4 separate regions of the Mus musculus genome follow, and regions 1, 2 and 3 are each linked to region 4. Evidence: chromatin contacts called from public HiChIP or PLAC-seq and promoter capture Hi-C data. All regions are on one chromosome and are shown on one strand. The core of a region is the stretch at or near the end of the contact, and the rest is flanking DNA. Distances in the headings are between cores, read along the strand shown. Region 1 holds the start of Igsf6 (immunoglobulin superfamily, member 6). Region 2 holds the start of Abca15 (ATP-binding cassette, sub-family A (ABC1), member 15). Region 3 holds the start of Anks4b (ankyrin repeat and sterile alpha motif domain containing 4B). Region 4 holds the start of Mosmo (modulator of smoothened).

Region 1 (2,700 bases), core at 174-2,673, 400 kb after region 4:
TTGGGTAGGCCGGGCTAGTGAGGGAGCCCAGCTCTGCCTCCCCATCACTGAGCTGGTGAGTGTGTGCCACCAGGCCTGACTCTTTTATATTGTTCTAGTAACCCTCAGCTTGTACAGCAAGCACTGTACTGAGATATCTCCCCAGCTCCAACACCTGTTATTACTATTAGCATCAGAAGCTAACAATTACTATTATTATTATCATGATATTTTTGAGACAGGGTTACTCTATGTAGCCCTGACTGTCCTGGAACTTGCTCTGTAGACCAGGCTAGCTTTGAACTTAGAATCCGCTTGCCTCTGCCTCCCAGGTGCTGGGTTTGTGCCACCACTGCCCTGCCCAACATTTATTATTATAGAAAATGTCAAACGTACAAAAGTAGCACACAGACCCAGCCTTGCCTAGCGTTCATTAACTGGGGCTTGTTTCAGGTCTCCTCACTATCTCATCCCCTCCTTTTGTTATTATATCTGCAGACATTTCACAATACAGATGGGAAGATAAAGCTTTTCTCTAACTCCAACAAAGCTCTGTACAAAAGTAGTGTATAGTCATGGCAGACAATAGAGCAGTATAAGACATCACCGTGGTTCCTCAGCCAGAAGAGCCACTGTTAACATTTAGGAATAATTCACTCACTCCTCCTCCCCGTGCCCCATCTCCCCTCCCTCTGCATTTCTCCTTTCCTTTTCTTGTGTGTGCTGGAGAGTGAACCCAGACCCTTACATATGCTTGGCAAGTCCTCCACCATTAGGCTACTCTACCATGTATTTACAGATGAGAAAAAAATTAATTACAAGAACATTGGCTCCATTTGTTGCCCTGCAATCCAGATTTAGTGGACAAATCTTAGATTATTTAAACTATGATGAAATAAATAACTTTTATAGTGCTAGAACAGGTAGAGATAGAATTTAAAGATTAGTTATTTTATCAGGTGACTTTTCTCTAGGTCAAGTTACAGCTTTAAATCCAAGTTCTTTTCAGCCTTTAGAAACATTGTGCTATGAAAGTATTAAGCTAATATTGTACAGTGTACATTAGTCCAGAGCTTGCCTGTGTGGGAATTGACTGAGTGACTAGCACAAGTGGTCACAGATTCTCTCTGGTGAGATGTGCTCAAAGCAGCATCAACAACCAAGGGCCGGTAGGAAACCTTTCTTCAGCTATGCTTTAGTACCTAATTCTGTGGGAGAAGTGACCTCCTCCAGCCCCCGACTTACTGTAGTGCTGCCTTCTTAAATTATGTGCTAAGAGCTTAAGTACACAGATAAGGCGAGAAGCAGCGGTCACTTAATGAGCTGGAGAAAAGGAAAGCTTGACCTTCTTACCGACTTGGAAAAGGATCAGGCTGATCTCTGGCCGGAGGCGGCTCCTGCGTGCACTCACGGGGCCCATCTCTGCTGCATGTGCCGCCTTCTCCACTTTTCTCCTTTCAGAAAGGAAGAAGTAAAGAGAGGAACTCATATTAAGGAAGCACAAGCAGGAACTTTTAGAAATTGTGTAAGAATGGTTTGTAATAAGTTTCACCATTTAGAGTTGAGATTTCAGTCTAAGCGTGCGTGTATGTTAGAAACTGCCATGGGCATTTGATATTCTTTGTGGAGCTTGCAGGAGGTCAGTACTCCTCAAGCAGAGCCTGGCATTTTAGAGTGCTCTTACTGATGTGCTCCACTGCAGAGGGCCTCTCAGGGCCAGAAACTGTTAGACGTGAGCAGCAGCAGCAGAGGCCATGTTTCCTGTAGTCCTGGGAGAAAAACCCAGGGAGTGACCAGAGCATCCGGCATGGTAAAAAGGTACACAGCTGCTGTTAAGCTTGTGCGCCTGGCTTGCATTGAAAGATTTCTTGGTGTTGATAAGCAAAATGGCTATGTCCCTTGGTGCTTGCTTTGGGTCTGAGTCACACACAGCACCCCCTCTCCCCCAGCCTTTACTAGTCAAGTGGTTCTTTGTAAGTATCAGGAACTCAGCTGATCAGCAAAAAGAGACTTGTTAACAGGACTTGAAGTGGCTCCTGGAGTCTCAGAAGGCCTGGAGAACCATGTGAACTCCAGGTCAAGAGGAGCTTGAGTCACACTGGGAAACTGGTCTGATGATGGGTACTACGTGCTGCAAATTCTGTCATTAGCACCCACTCATCAGCCCACCTCCCTAGCCACTTGATATTAGTGCTTGCACTTGGCAAAAAGCCTTGTTTTATTCTGGGTCACCAGCTCATTCCAGTCTTGGCAACAGGCTAAGGTGTGGCACCGGTACCCTGCTTCAAGGAAGCCCAGAAAAGCAGCTTCCCCGCCCTCCAAGAACGAACTCCCCTGACAGGGAGAGAATGCAGTGCTGGCCACTGAAACGTGTGTACTCTTCCCTTTCCCCGTGCTCTATCACACGCTGCATCAGAAGCCTCACTATGAATTTAGTGGCATGTCACCACAGCCTCTAAGAGCACACCTAAGTGCACTTTTGGCATTGTCTGTTTGTAGTCAGAGTGTGGCTTGCAGGGAACAGACCTGGCCTGCTTCCCACAGCCCAGGCTCCTACTGCCCATAGGCTTGGAAGGGATTGACAGATGACTTAGGAAATGGGTCAGCTTCTCCTGAAAAGCACTTGTGTTTCTGTGGATAGAAATTTCTCATGAGCCTATTTTAATTTTAAGCCAGGCAACTTCTAGACAGGAAGTTGAGTAAGTGTACGTGATCTCGTAT
Region 2 (2,700 bases), core at 31-2,530, 350 kb before region 4:
ATCCAAGGAACAAGCACAGGGTAGCCGCGTCCGCTCCGCGACGCGGATTCTTCAAGGGCTGAATACCTGAGCGCCTGAACTGGAAACAGCTGTTGAGGCTGGGTTGTTGGCAGCCTCTCGCTGAGAGCCAGACAGCTGTGGCCCTGATGGTCCTGGACTGTAAGTGCGGGGGTGAGGGAGCAGGGGTGGGGATTTTGGGGGAGTATGCTGTCCAAGCTGCTGCTTGGCAAGTTACCAGGCCAGAGCCAATTAAAAAAAAAAAAAAAAAAAAAAAAAGTGAAGCAGAAGATAACCCGGGAGAGAAGCTTCTATGGTGTTCTTCCAGCGCCCTCTCCTGACAAAGTGTAATGTCACATTAGTTCCCGCTCCTTTTAGCGCCATGCAACAATAAATCCCTATCATGCACGTCAAGGATAGATAACTTGCGGTGCCTGTCAGAACTCAGAGCCTGTGACTCTAAAATGAAACCACACTGGAAGAGGGTATCAGGATGGGTAGAGGCAAGAAGAGTGGGCATTCATGGACCTGTACAGCACTGGGATATTTGATATAGAGGTGGAGTCGACCTCTATTGACAGGCTAGTGGATGAACCCAGATGAAGCAGGTGGGGAGTCTGAGAGCTGAGGGCAAAGGGCTTAGGCAGCTCCTGCACGCGGGTTCATGGTTAAGTCAGTACGGACTTGGAAGGAACTGAGAAGAGTGGCTAGATATCCCAGATTGGGGAGCAGCATAGAGTCAGAGAAGCGGAGAGATGGGAGGGAGAACGGAGAGAGGGGTGTGTGAAACACTATACTGCTGGGGCTGTGGGCAGAGGATCCCAAGTGTGGAAAGGAACAATGGTGCATGGTGGACTGAATGATAGGCGTTGCTGAGAAGGATTTGGAACAAGTCAGGCTCTGTGCTGGGCTCTGTGCCAGGTCTCTCTGACTCCAGGTTGAGCTTGCTAGCTCTAGTAACTCATCTCCTAACTACAGTGCATGACTGTTGATCTATCGCCAGGAGCCCTCCCAGACCCGCTTCCGTGCTCTTTCCCTCTGAACTGTTGCACTTGGGAGAACAGGAGAAATATATGGTTTCGGCATATGCTCCGTGATCCTTCTGTTTTGTTGGCTCCCCCTACTCCCAGCCCATCCCCTGTTCCTCCCCCAGCACGTGCCTCCATCTTTTTTCTTGCACCTGACTCTCCTCAACGGCTCACCGCACTTGGCGCGTGCCTCTGGTCCACCCACGACTGTACTTTTAATTCGTTGCACGAGATCCGATCCGGGGCCACGATCTTGGAAGAAAGAGCACTACCCTACAGGACGGTTAGCTAAGGCCTTGCTTGTGTGCAGGAAGAGCTTCCAGAACTGGGCCATATGATGCTCTTCGGTGGATAAGGCGCTAAGTGGTTTAAGGTTGCTTAACTAGAGCAGTAGTGGTGAGTCCTCCCTTGTGTGTCCCCTGCTCTCACACTGCTTTCAGATACCCTGGGAGTTCAATCTCCCTTTCTCTCTGTCTCTCTCGCTATTTGCCATTTTCTATATAGAAATGGGGATAATGCCAAAACCACAGCTCGGGGTGTAGGAGGTCAAAGGCAAAACGGCAGGATGCCCCATCACTGCCCTTTGAGTTGTGGACCAGCCAGATCTTCACAATGAGACTGTCTTAAAAGAGGGTGGGGATTAGCCCCACATTTTTTCCTTTACCCAGAACACAGAGTAAAGAGATGTCTGGGCTGTGTAGGATTTGGTTGCCTCCCGAGCTTCACTCTTCTGCTCACTTAGTTTTATTCTTGTTATTCTCGTTCCCTGACATACTGGCAAGTTGTTTCTCTGAAAGTCTGGGATGTAAATTTTAATCCTGTAAACTTCCCTTAAAGAGTGAGTATTTTGCTAAATCTTGTAAGTTTAGTATGTTTTTTTTCCATTTCCATTTGTCTCAAGACATCGGTAATTGCTTTCTGGGGGAAAAAAAGCCTTCATTGACGATTTTACTCACAAGAAGCATGGTGTCTAATTTCCATATATCTGTGAATTTTCTAAAAGTATTTCCTGTTATTTATATCAAACTTACATAACACTGTGATCAGAAAATATATATGATACAGGTCCAGCTCCACAAGCACCTACCTCAGCCTCTTGAGTAGTTAAAATTATGAGCATGTGTCACCAAGCCTGACTTTGTATCTGTTTTAACTAGCACAGCTACTTCTGTACTCTTTTGGTTTCATTAGCTTGGGGTGTATCTTTAATTTTATTTTAACTTTTATTTTTATTTATGGCCATGTGTTGCACGTGCACAACAACAATATCAATAAATTTAAAGACAGTAGTAGAGATTTTCCTAGTAATATTATGGTTATGTTTCATTTTGCTGTTATTTTCCAAAATGTTATAAAGTCTACTCAAGCGTCATTTTTTCCAAAGAGTTTGTGTGTGTGTGTGTGTGTGTGTGTGTGTGTCTGTGTGTGTGTGTGTGTGTCTGTGTGTGCACATGCTAACAGGGCCCCTGATTTGATTGCTGTGCCTGAGTCTGGATTATAGTCCCCAAAACAGCCCATCTCCTTCAGATTCATCCTCATTTTAAGATTCAATAAAGCTTTAACCTGATGACGTTCCTTTAAGGCCTGGGGCTCCAGCTCTTCTCCTCAGAGCTCTCTTCCCCGTAATTTCTGTCAGTTGTGTGAGGTCACTGGTAGAGGTGCCACTGTCAGTGGT
Region 3 (2,700 bases), core at 188-2,687, 500 kb before region 4:
TGATTGGCTAATATTTGATTTCCAGGACATACTGGGCTCACATGGTACAGCCTGTGGTTCTGAGTTGTACTTGGTTCAGATTGGCCTTATTCACTTACATCATTCTGCAACCAGAAAGTGCTGTTTCCTACAGGGACAAGGGTGGAGCAGAGACCGAAGGAAAGGTCATCCAGAGACTGCCTTACCTAGGGATCCATCCCATCTGCAGACACCAAACCCAGACACTATTGCTGATGCCAAGAAGCACTTGCTGACAGGAGCCTGGTATAGCTGTCCTCCTGAGAGGCTCTGCCAGAGCTGGGAGCAGTACAGATGTGAATGCTCACAGTCAAACCATCAGATTGAGCACAGGGACCACAATGGAGGAGTTAGGGGAAGGACTAAAGGAGCTGAAGGGGTTTGCAACCCCATAGGAGGAACAACAATATGAACCAACCAGACCCACCAGAGCTCCTAGGGACTAAACTACTAACCAAAGAGAACACATGGAGGTACCCATGGCTCCAGCTGCATATGTAGCAGAGGATGGCCTTATCTGGCATCACTGGGAGGGGAGGCCCTTCGTCCTGTGAAGGCTTGATGCCCCAGCATAGGGGAATGCTAGAGAGGTGGGGCAGGAGTAGGTAGGTGGGATAGCACCCTTATGCAAGCAGGGGAAAGGGGAGATGGAATAGAGGTTTTCGGAGGGGAAACTGGGAAGGGGATAATATTTGAATTGTAAATAAACAAAATAACCAATTAAAAAACCCTAACATCAATTCCTCTCTTTCCTATAGCCTGGGTATTGCTACTTGAATCATTTAAAAATATCTATAAATATTAATCATATACATATATATGTATATATAATGACATATGTGTATTTATGTATAATAGAAATATTTATAAAAGATTTTTAAAAAAGAAAGTGCTGTTTCCTTTTTGTGACACTCTCTAGACCAAGCTTTTTTGTGGCAGTTCCTGGAGAGTGACCTGTTTGTCTTCTGGCCTGTCAATCGGCCTTCTCTCCTCCATGTTATAGCAAAGATTTCACAACTGTAAATTTACTAAGATCTTTTATTTTATACTTCAAATGGCTAAATTCAAGTTGTACAAATTAGACCCCCTAAAATCTATTAAAACACCCCTTCTCCCACCCAAGTGAACTTAAACAGTTCAGAGTTTTTTGAGATTATTTCCCATATTCTGTGAGTGGGTGGTCAGTATCACATCTGACACTAGTTAATGGACACAGTAAAGATTAAACGTGCTTCACCACACTCATGACACACCTGTCAGGCCTCAGTGGTCATTGCCATGGTTGGTCCCCAAAGGAAAGGCCCAAGTCCAGGATTGCAGGTCTTCCTGGCTGGCTGCCTTCCAAGGAGCAAGGCCGGAGTGAACTTTGGCCTGGGGTGATACTCCCCGTCACTGATTAACCAGCCCTGTTGGAAGACTGTGTTACCAGCTCTGCCTAGACAAAGACTCCTACCTGGCCAAGCTCTGGTGGGCAGAAAAAATGTCTACCCGCTATCACCAAGCAGCGAGTGACAGCTACCTGGAACTTCTGAAGGAGGCCACCAAGCGTGATCTGAATCTCTCAGATGAGGATGGCATGACACCCACTCTCCTGGCAGCCTACCACGGCAACCTCGAGGCCCTAGAAATAATCTGCAGTAGAGGGTGAGTGATTCCTGTTAGGGTATCCTGGGTGGGGAGTACCACACCGGCAGTAAGAGACAGAGACATCCACGAAGACATTTTACTTCTTTCTAGGCTCCCTAAGTCTTTGGCTTTTAGAGAAAGAGTCAAGACTAAGCTAGGTATGGTTTCTTTCCCTGTGAAAACAGCCATTTAGGAGTCACTCAGGCAGAGGGGTGGGGGTAGGCATTGGAACTATATGCCCTGAAAGTCATATCCATGGAATTGAAATGGTTAACTCCTTAAAAAGAGGTCACCATGCTTTTTGGTTCAGTCATCCTCCTTGGTTAGGACATGGCTTTATTTTACGTTTTCAATTGTGTCACTAAAAACTATCTTTTATGAACACTCGGCCTTGGTGTAAGCTGAATTTTTGAATGAAATTTCTGGCTTTACAAGCTATAAAATGAGTCTTCAATCTTCACACACACACATACACACACCATCCCTTACCTTTAAATTCAAGTCTTTGCTAACTCTTTTATTCTGCTTGTCCTGCTCATTGCCAGAGGGCTAGTCAGGGTAGGCAGCTACGACTTAAGATGGGCAGAAATGGAGCGAAAGAGGAGTCTGGGAGAATGAGAGGAGTGGGAGTGGGAGGACGGGAGGGGAGGTAAAGAGTAAGAGAGCCAAGTGATTCCAGGACAGTGCATATTTAGCATCTGGCAGGTGACAGTCCACCTCTCCTCCTTCTCTCTCCTTCTTCCTCTTTCTCTTTCTTCCACTCCTTCCTCCTCTGATTCCAATTCTTCTCATATATTTTTGGTGCTGCCCAGATGGTGCTGATCAACAGAACATCCTAGTGTTCCTGTGGCAATCAGATCTGAGAGGGGAAGCCAAGCGAGCGGCTTTGGGTAGATGTGATAAAGCTCGTGCCAGGGAAGGGAAATTAAGCTGACATTAGAAAGACAAGGAGCTGATCGAGGTGGAGGGAAGTGTTTTCCCCCTAAGGCAGAACACTGTGCATTCCGAGGATGGAAGACATTGAGCTTGGCTGGACCTGACCTGCACAGGGACAGA
Region 4 (2,700 bases), core at 19-2,518:
TGGCAGAGGAAAAATAAATTATGTAATTAAATATGCACTTTTAAAAAAATACTTGCCCCAAGAGACCAATGTTTGGGCTGAAAAGTCTTTAGACCAGCAATCAACTCCATTTTCCCCAATCTACGTGGTGGCACTGGTGCCCATTACGAAAGGATGCTGGATTTGGTGGAATTTGAAACCTCCTGAGTTTTGTGGACATGTAGGCATCCCAAAAATAGAGACAAAAGTCGCTCTTCTAGGTCTTTCTAGAGATAGCTTAGGTGGTACTTAAGTAGAAAAATCATCTCCATTTGCTCTATGGAGTGCTAAGAAAGAGATGGATATAAAGTCAGGGTTAATGGTGATTTAGCAGAGAGCCACGGTGGAAGGAAACCTCCAGGGGGTAGCAAAATCGTAGACAAATCCTGTTATTATAACAATTCATATTATTGTTTCCTGTTTATGCACTAAATCTAAGGCTCTCCCCACAACCTTACTCTGTAAATATCACTAAACACCTGGTAGGGGCAAACTAACAAACATTTCAGGTTATTCTTCATCGCTTTCTCTGTTATCAGCAAGTTCTTCCTTCTGTCTGCAAAACACACACATCTGCTCATTTTTCTCTTTCTTGACTACCATAACTAAAAACCACAATTCTCTGTCTTAGACTGCGGGGCCATTTCTGGTGTCCCTACATTCGCTGCCCCTCCCCCCATTATAATCTATTTATACCACAGATCTTCACAAACCAAATAAGGTCATGTCACTATCCTGGTCGAAAATCCTCCAGTTCCTTCCCATTGCATCTGGAACAAAATCCAAATACACATTTGGTGAATTTAAAGACAGGATCTCCCTGTTTAGCCTAGGTTGTCATGGAACTGGTGTCTTTCCAGCTTCCGCTTCCCGAGAGCTGGGATTCGTAGGCGCGTGCCCACCCCGAATGCCACCTCTGGCCTCTGCCTACCTTTTCTCCTGCCACTCACTCTCTAGTCACACGGGCCGTTCTGCAGGTCCCTGAACCTGACATCCACTTTCTCTCTCCCCAGTGACTGTTTCCTTGTCTCTGGAACAGTCTGCACCTAATTCTCACTGGACAAATCTTTAAGATCTCAGGGGTCTCCGACCCGAACCACCGTAGCAGCCCCGAGCGCCGGGCTGAGCCGACGCCCCCTCGGGAAGGCTCTGCAGGGCAGTCCTGGGCGCCGCCGGCCGGCGCGCGGTTTCGCTTCCGGGTGAGGGGCGGGCGGGCCGAGCAGTTCCGGGGCGGGCGGCGGCTGCGGGTCCCGGCGCGGAGGGCGCGAGCGCGCGGCGCGGGCCGAGGGCCGAGGGCGGCGGCGCGGGGACCCCGGGGCCCGGCGGCCCATGGGGCGCGAGGAGTGAGGCCGCGGCCTGCCCTGCGGTGGGGGGTGGGGGGAGCGGGGCGGGGCGATGGATAAACTGACCATCATCTCAGGATGTCTCTTTCTGGCCGCCGATATCTTCGCCATCGCCAGCATCGCCAACCCGGACTGGATCAACACCGGGGAGTCGGCGGGTGAGCGGCGTGCGCGGGCCGGGAGGGTGGCGGTCCCCCGGGTCGGCGATCCCGAGGGTTAAAGGTCGGCGCCGGGGTGGGGGGGCCGGCGGAGGCTGTTTGCCGTGGCTCCCCCTTTCCCCTTTGAAGTGTCTGTGGTTATAGTCTTTGCTTTATTTTTAGGCCTGGGGGGAGCTATAATAATACTAATAATAAACTTCATTTTATGGAGCATCTTTCATTCCAGCGCATCTCACGCACACACGCGCGCGCTGGAGATATCTTAATAGTAGTTAGAAAATTAAATAACACATTAGAGTCGCAGGCAGCCCCAGAGGCAGTGCCTGCTGGAACGTTGGCGCTGGAGGCGGGTGTCTGTGTGTGTGTGTGTGTGTGGGGTGTCCTCAAGAAAGAGGCGGGCATCTTTCCGAAGGGTATCCCAGGTGAATGCGCTGGCAGGGTTCTCAGCTCCAGCCCTCCCTTGCTTCTCTCTTTCTCACCTAGACCTGCGAGACCAAACCTTTAATTAATGTACACAGCTGTCAGGAGAACTGCTCAGAATTAAGGAACGGTCTTGTATTTGAACTGCTTGTTCAGCGAAGGTGAAGGGGAATGAGGAGTGGGACCCTTCAAATGATTTCTTATAAAATGTATCGTTGTGCTGTCAAACTTCTTAAGTGCCGCATAGGGTTCTCAATTTATCCAGCAATATTTTTAGCTCTTAAAACAAAACAAAACAAAACGGTAGCTGGGACATTTGTTGCTTTCTTCTTCCTCTCTAACCTAGACCTAGTAACACAAAATCATGCTGCCAGATGTACTGGTTATTAACATAACACTGAAGAATTCCACTTGTCTTGGCTGTAGAGTTTTAGCAGAGCTGTTAATTGTAACACATAAAAAGAGAGTTTGGGAATCATGTGGAGTTTGGTAATACCTGTGGGCTGTTTCTGAAAGTGTTGCTGACTCCAGACAGTGTACTTGACTATATGTGTGAACAGACATTCAGTTCATTATCACCGTTGTTTTTACTCTGACTGTATGTGTAGAGACTCCTTTGTGAGACTTTCTAAGTATCACATGCTTAGGAGCAAAGAAAGGTTCGCACTGTTGAGTAGAGAGATCCTTATTGGAAAAAGATCTTTTAGGTGGAATCCCTGTAGGTAGTGGCTGGAATGCCCACGAGCAAGGCAAGGCAGCTC

The links. Promoter capture Hi-C pulls out the DNA fragments that hold promoters and counts their contacts. HiChIP or PLAC-seq counts read pairs in DNA pulled down with a chosen protein or histone mark.
Region 1: a promoter capture Hi-C map of stem cell-derived epiblast-like cells shows a contact between it and region 4, with 2.6 times the contacts expected there. The contact joins the promoter of Igsf6 here to the promoter of Mosmo in region 4. A contact is called at or near these places in 7 of 39 promoter capture datasets (3T3-L1-derived adipocytes, embryonic stem cells, hippocampal neurons and 4 more), 1 of 484 Hi-C or Micro-C datasets (CD4 T cells), 1 of 115 datasets of contacts at active chromatin or transcription factors (bone marrow-derived macrophages) and 1 of 9 other capture datasets (adipose tissue).
Region 2: a contact with region 4 is called in an H3K27ac HiChIP or PLAC-seq map of embryonic stem cells, with 3 times the contacts expected there. The contact joins the promoter of Abca15 here to the promoter of Mosmo in region 4. A contact is called at or near these places in 1 of 39 promoter capture datasets (stem cell-derived epiblast-like cells) and 1 of 115 datasets of contacts at active chromatin or transcription factors (embryonic stem cells).
Region 3: a FOXA1 HiChIP or PLAC-seq map of pancreatic cancer cells shows a contact between it and region 4. The contact joins the promoter of Anks4b here to the promoter of Mosmo in region 4.

What each region holds. Positions count from the first base shown.
Region 1 is chr7:121,073,107-121,075,806 of GRCm38.p6, forward strand. Igsf6 (immunoglobulin superfamily, member 6) reads right to left here and starts at 1,424. Exons shown (of 6, transcript NM_030691.1): 1 at 1,333-1,424. The coding sequence starts at 1,399. All of the region lies in intron 4 of Mettl9 (methyltransferase like 9), which reads left to right.
Region 2 is chr7:120,327,404-120,330,103 of GRCm38.p6, forward strand. Abca15 (ATP-binding cassette, sub-family A (ABC1), member 15) reads left to right here and starts at 1,281. Exons shown (of 31, transcript NM_177213.3): 1 at 1,281-1,421.
Region 3 is chr7:120,172,421-120,175,120 of GRCm38.p6, forward strand. It overlaps Anks4b (ankyrin repeat and sterile alpha motif domain containing 4B), which reads left to right and starts at 1,438. Exons shown (of 2, transcript NM_028085.2): 1 at 1,438-1,662. The coding sequence starts at 1,499.
Region 4 is chr7:120,676,352-120,679,051 of GRCm38.p6, forward strand. Mosmo (modulator of smoothened) reads left to right here and starts at 1,269. Exons shown (of 3, transcript NM_001164580.1): 1 at 1,269-1,519. The coding sequence starts at 1,414. It also overlaps a transcript of Pdzd9 not described here.